Linked DNA regions of Mus musculus: region 1 is linked to region 2. Evidence: chromatin contacts called from public promoter capture Hi-C data. All regions are on one chromosome and are shown on one strand. The core of a region is the stretch at or near the end of the contact, and the rest is flanking DNA. Distances in the headings are between cores, read along the strand shown. Region 1 holds the start of Nckap1l (NCK associated protein 1 like). Region 2 holds the start of Pcbp2 (poly(rC) binding protein 2).

Region 1 (3,168 bases), core at 628-3,127, 980 kb before region 2:
AAATTTAAATACCCAGTCATTCTTTAAGGGGTGAACATGCTAGGGTGGGATCAATAGCTCGCCAGCATTCTCCAGTCTCTAAACAGAAATTTTCTATCTGGATTGGATGGCCAGATGTGATTCAAACTACAGTCAGAAGACTAGCTGAAAGGAGATTTTCAGTTTCATTTCAGTGAAGACATTTGCTATATAAATCAATAGGAAAAGAAGCAGAGTATAAAGATACTATGAATAGAGTGAGAGAAATCTAGGGATAACACAGTACAGGAGTATTGTGCTGTATACAGAAGTACAGGATATGCCACTGGATGCATAGCATGCAGCAACAAAGAAGCATAGTGTAGATCAAGTGCTACAGTAAAAGATGTGCCCGGCAAGGTTGGTGGAGATGCTTCTCTGTGTACCAGGTGTCCTCATGAACCTGGCTGGCAAGACTGTGCCCCAGTTCACCATGGGAGGCTCCCATCTGAGCTTACGACCCTCAATGCCTGAAGCCCCGAGTCTGAGTCTAGGAAACTATAGGTGGCTACACTTAAAGACAAGACAAAGTGGAGAGTCTGCAATAATCTGCCATGCAAGAATAATGTTACAGAAAGGAGGAAATGAACCCAAGTTCTCACCGTGCTATTTCGGACATCTATGTTGGGAAACTTCTTGTTGATGTACTTGAGACATGATTCCATGGACTTTTCCAGTAAAAAAGGTGGCTTGGATTTTGAATCTGAACAGGTCTACACATAAAAAAAAGTAATATTAAACTACCGTACTATTTTTCCATTTAGATACAAGCCTTTGGATGCATCATTCACTCCCACTATCTCTTTTGGAAATGGCAGTCTGAAATTTTATTATAAAAGCATGAGGGTAGTTGAAAACCAAGTTCGTTCCAGACAGTGAACTAGTACTCCTAAGAGCTAACAACCTGGCATCTTGTCTTAACTGAGGCTTAGCTCTAACACAGAGAGGAAGCTGCTTCCCCACCCCTCCTCTGAAGCCGGAAGTAGTGAGAAAAGTGGCTGATCATAAGTTGGACTTTATATAAAGCTCTGGGTCCCAAGAGACTTTACAAACGACATGACAGAAACCATATTCCTGGTGCTTTACTACAAAACGCACAAAGGTCCGTTTCCACAAGTTCCTTCTTTCTCTTCCTGGAAAGTCTCACAATTACCCACCTTTATCCTGCCTTCTACAGTCGCTGGCTCACCTTTTGGCATCATCTTTGTCCAGTTTCATAGTTACTCTCCTAAGCACACACACGCAGCATTCACAGCCCCAAACTACCTTAGAAAACACCACTTCCTTAAATGTTTCCCCTTTTAAGGAAATAATTACACACAAACATACACATACACACACAAACACAATTTTTGCCAGAGACACAACTTGAAAACTCAAAAACTAGAGAAACTGACAATAAGTAAACCCCAAATTCTAGACCCCAGACCCTTAATCAAATCACTCACAACACAAATATTCTCTTTCCCACCCAACCCTAAGTCATAGGGGAAAGGTGATGCTCTCAAAAAGGCAAGAATAATACCTAGAAAGGACACGCCTTAAAAAGAAGCCTCCCTCTATCTCCCCAAACTGTGGGAACCATACCGTCTAAGTGGCTGAAAGCCACTTAAAGCAATGGAGAAAAAGATATGGCTTGACTATTGGGCCTGCAGGCCTCCAGGTTCCTGCCATGATTTGCTAGACGGGTCTTCTTGCTTACCTTCTTGATGTTGTACATGCGGATGAGAACTCCCTGTCCTCGGTCATTCAGGATCGTGAGCTTCTCTGCTAATTTAAGCTGATAGGCAGAGGTCAAAGACATGATGGCCACCGAGAGAGAGGACCATCCGGATAACAAGACCCAAATGCCCCAAATATTCTCAGCCTGGCTGGCAACACCCTCTGTGTAAAAGGACCCGCCCTGGTTGGTGCACCGAGCTTCCGGTTGCTTCTGTAATTGGCTCATGGAGGATAGCAGTCACTATGGCTCACAGGCCTTCAGAGCCCTCTTGTGCTTCCTCTTGCACCCTCAGCAGAGGAGACTTCCTCTTTCTGGTTGTGCAGTACTTCAGTAAGAAGTGGGCGGAAGCTGAGGAAGAGAACAGGCTTTCACGGCTCCTCACAATGCAGTACCAACTGTTCTGGCCTTCCCTCTCCCCAAATGTCCCAGACAAAGCACACACCAAACAAATATCTACTACCAGCCCCATTCACCTCTACACTTACCCTTTTAGATCCCGGTCAAGAATGCCTGTTATTTTCTACTGACCCTTAGGCCCCAGCATCCTTTAGGACCCTGGTCTCTTTCTAACTATTCCATTCAATGACATGTTCACTATATTTTATTTATAAACATAAATATATTTATATATAAACATATATATACATACACACACTCTCTCTCTCTCACACACGCACACACACATATATATATATATCACATGGTTGCAAGGGTTGAGAAAGTCTTGTAAACCCCAGGCTATACTCAATCTATCTCCTTATGTAGTTGAAGATAAGCTTGAACCTCTGATCTCCTACTTCTACCTCCAGTGTGCTGGGATTAGCTTCCTTGTTATATTTTTAAGCATATGCTTTCTCTCTCTCCCACCCACATCATATGTTCCTTCCTAATGACAGGTATGATATCTAATATTGATATCCTTTGTAGTATTTAGTACAGTGAATCAGTAAGCATGATCCAGCAGTAGCAGCAGCACTTGGAAACTTGTTAGGTTTGATAAACAATAAAACAAAATATTTTAAAAGAAACTTACTAGACACACAAATTCTTTGACGTCACTCAAGACCTGCTGAACACAAAATCTTTTTTTTTAAGATTAGTTAGTTAGTTAGTTAGTTAGTTAGTTAGTTAGTTAGTTAATGTATGAGTGCATCTGCATATATACTTGCATGCCAGGAAAGGGCACCAGATCATAATATAGATGATTATGAGCCACCATATGGTTTCTGGGAATTGAATTCAGGACCTCTGTTAAGAGTGTCCAGAGCTCTTAACCACTGAGCCATCTCTCCAACCCTCAACCCAAAATCTTAAGGTAGAACAGGCATGTTTTGTTTTTGTTTTTTTGTTTTCAAGGTGTGTGTGTGTGTGTATGTGTGTGTGTGTGTGTGTGTGTGTACACTCAAACACATGACAAAGGAGGACAG
Region 2 (3,292 bases), core at 666-3,165:
TGATCCTTTGAAATTTAATCCTGTACGTCTCAGTTCTTTGCTCCCATTCTTCCTCTAATCACTTGAGAAAATTCTCTTGTGCTTTTGTTTTAACTTTCACTATCACACAATTAAGTCTTTTTAGTCCCAAATTTTCTTCCAAATACAATAGAAAAAGTACTAAAATTTTACTTCATATTTGCTTTGATTGATGAAAGATTGCCAAGATGGCCCCTTTTTACTCATCCTCTGAAACAACTTTGAAATAACTACTTATGTAGACAAAGAATTTGGTTTTTGATATTTTTGTTTTTAATACTTTAACACCAAACACTGACAGTTCCAAGAGTCTCAAGCCCTGAAATTTCTCCAATAGCATGGCAAGTATTCATCCCTTCAAATCAGTATCAATGATTTCTCTCCTCCTACAACTAATTTTGTCCCTTCATAAAACCAGTCAGTTTTCACTTTGCCATAAACACACACAATACACATACTGTTGGGTTTTTTGTTTTGTTTTTTTGAGACAGGGCCTCACTATGTTGCCCAGTACTGAATGTAACTATTAACACCAGGCTGGCCTCCAAACTCTGAATCCCAAGTCCATACTTTAAGTATGTTTAAAGCACTTTAAAGTGACTGTCACACCACTCTATATAATGCAAACTATCTTCTGGTTACTTCAGGATGTAAGTGATTACATAAATGCATCCCTAAAGCACATCAGTTCCCTATTTCCAGAAAACAGTTAATTGCTGTCAAAAAAAAAAAAACCTCACAAATCAACATCTCATTTATGGAAAAACAATGCTTGTTCACTGAGTCTGCAAGATTAACACCCCCTCATACAGTATAAAACTGTTAGTTCCACTTCCCCACTGTTATATTAATCACCTTAGAAATACAGTTATACAAGTTCAAAAGGCAAAGAAACTGAAAACCTAGCTACAAATTCATTTCTTAAGTAAAGCACGAAGATGTATTTTTTTTAACTCCAAGTCATGTAAGTAATCTGAGAAACCTGTCAATTCCTCTCCTGAGTAGGTCAATCTAAGTGTACCCCATCCTGGGAATCCAGCTGTTAATCCTGCAGTCAATTACCCCTCTATAAATAGCTCGGTCTGGTTTATAGCGGCAGGCATTTTGTAATTTCAAAATTCGTTACCCGAGAGAACGTCAGAGTAACTCGGTAACAGGGAGTCCGCCTACCCTTTAACTCTGCAGCTCCCCACTCCCCTCCCCCGCCCGGGTCATCCAAGCATTTTCCACTTAAAAAAAAAAAGCCCCCCCCCTTTCCCTTGACTGGGAAAGGGGGTGAATAAACGGTTCGGTCAGGGGGGGGCGCTGCGACCCAGGGGGAGGGGCCGGACAAGCAGCGCCTCCTCGTGTGTCTGCGCCAGCGCCTGACCCCCGCGGGGAGCCGCGCTCACCCGCCCCGCCAGCAAGCCGGCCATCGCCTCCCCAACCCCCCTCAACCAACAAATCCACCGCCGCCCCCCCTGCCGCGCGCGCGCCCTCCCTGACTCCTGCGCAGCCGCCACCGGGAGGGAGGGGGGAGGGGGCAGGCTCTGCGCGAGGCCTACTAGGCCGCGCCGGAGCCAGGGCCTCGCGTGAATGCCCGGGCAGGCAGAGTGAAGTAGTAGACGCTCATGCGGGTCTACGAGAGGCCGAGGCTCCAGAATAGGGCCGGAGTCCGCCAAGAAGGATGTCACGAGTGGAAGAAGAAGCTATTGCCGGCGGCGGAGCAGAAGATTTTAAGCTTACCTGGAGGCGCGAGTCGACTGAGGGGAAAAGGGGAGCGGGCGGGAAGGGGAAGGGCGGGAGGCCGGGGGCGGAACAATAGGGGCGGGCGGGAAGGCGAGGGGGGCCCCGCTAGCGGGCGGAGGAGGGGGGGGTGAGGAGGAGGAAGGGGGAGAGAGACCCCGGGGCGGGTGGAGGGCGGCGGAGGGCGGGCGGGCGGGCGGAGGGCGGGCGGGCGGGAGAGGGCGCAGGCTGCGGCTGCTCCGGCTGCTGCCTCTGCTGGTCTGGGAGGGGGACGGGGCGGAGCGGGCCGCTTTCAACCCCGCGCACCCTTCGACCCCGGAAGCGCTAACCGCCCCGGGGGCCGGCGAGTCGACTGCGTCGTCCACACTTTCCCCACGCAATGCGGACCGCCTTCCCGGAGCCTAGAGCGGCTCCTTGGACAGCGTCGGCACCAGCGAGACGGCCAGTAACCAGCGGCGAGGTCTGAGATAGAGCGGCAGCGCAGAGGCGCGGAGGATACCAGTGGCCTCTAGCGGAAGAACTGGAAAGCTCAGGCCTAAATACGAAGAGGTGGCCAATGCTTTGGGATCAAGATAGGAGGGAGGGAAAGGAAAATAACAGTTGTCTAAAATAAAAAACGAATGGCCAGACTGAAAGTGTCAGGCAAACTGCTTACTCTAAAAATAATCCACTTTAGTGAGTGCAGAAGAAATGAAAACATCATTATTTTGCAGCCCAGATACTGAATCAGGCAATAATAATTATAATAAAGAATTAAAACGTAAAAGAATGTTCTTAAATCAGACGGTGGTGGTACCCAACTTGATTCCAACACTGGAAAGGCAGAGTCAGGAAGATCTCTGAGTTCGAGTCCACCCTGGTCTACAGAGTGAGTTCCAGGACAGACAGGGCTTTTTAGAAATCAAAAGAAAGAAAGAAAAGAAAAAAAAAAAGAAAGAAAGAAAAGTAACTTTAAAACTTCACTGTATTAGGACAACATTGATCATGTGAATATCTCACTATTATATAAGAAGTACTGTATAATCTAGAATTCCTGCCCAAATTGGTTAATCTTTTTATTAAGTCTAATTATCCATTTATAGGAACGAAAGAACAAGTTAAACATCAGTACAAGAAGGTACTCTGTGGCCAAGCACAGTGTGTGATACAAGCTGATACCATTGGGGAACTTAAGGATGACAAAGGTGAACCTCAGGCCACCTTGGACTGTAGAGCAACGCTGCTTTATTGTTGCCTGTTGCTCCTTAAAAAAAAAAAAAAAAAAAAAAAAAAAAGACATCTTGAAAACACAGAATTTTGTACACAACACAAGACAACTATCCTGGTGTCTTTAAAAAGGCAATAAACCTTTTTTTAAACGGTTTGTATGTGTGTATACAAACTGAGTGTGTGTGTGTGTGTACTTACACCACAGCAGGCAGGAAGAAGTCAAAGGAGGATTTTCAGGAGGAGTCAGTTTTCTCCTTCAACCAAGCGGGTCCTGAAGATCGGACTCAGGACATCAGGCGTGATGGCAAACGCCCTTTCCATCGCACTGGCTGTTAGGACT

What was found. Capture Hi-C pulls out chosen DNA fragments and counts their contacts.
Region 1: a promoter capture Hi-C map of liver shows a contact between it and region 2, with 5 times the contacts expected there. The contact joins the promoter of Nckap1l here to the promoter of Pcbp2 in region 2. A contact is called at or near these places in 1 of 39 promoter capture datasets (pre-B cells), 4 of 484 Hi-C or Micro-C datasets (CD4 T cells, CD8 T cells, neutrophils and 1 more) and 2 of 9 other capture datasets (adipose tissue and liver).

The regions. Positions count from the first base shown.
Region 1 is chr15:103,452,534-103,455,701 of GRCm38.p6, reverse strand. Nckap1l (NCK associated protein 1 like) reads right to left here and starts at 1,877. Exons shown (of 31, transcript NM_153505.4): 1 at 1,721-1,877; 2 at 621-731. The coding sequence starts at 1,822.
Region 2 is chr15:102,469,255-102,472,546 of GRCm38.p6, reverse strand. It overlaps Pcbp2 (poly(rC) binding protein 2), which reads right to left and starts at 1,915. Exons shown (of 15, transcript NM_001103165.1): 1 at 1,744-1,915. Gm36331 (a long non-coding RNA gene) reads left to right here and starts at 2,051. Exons shown (of 2, transcript XR_384469.3): 1 at 2,051-2,292; 2 at 2,826-3,106.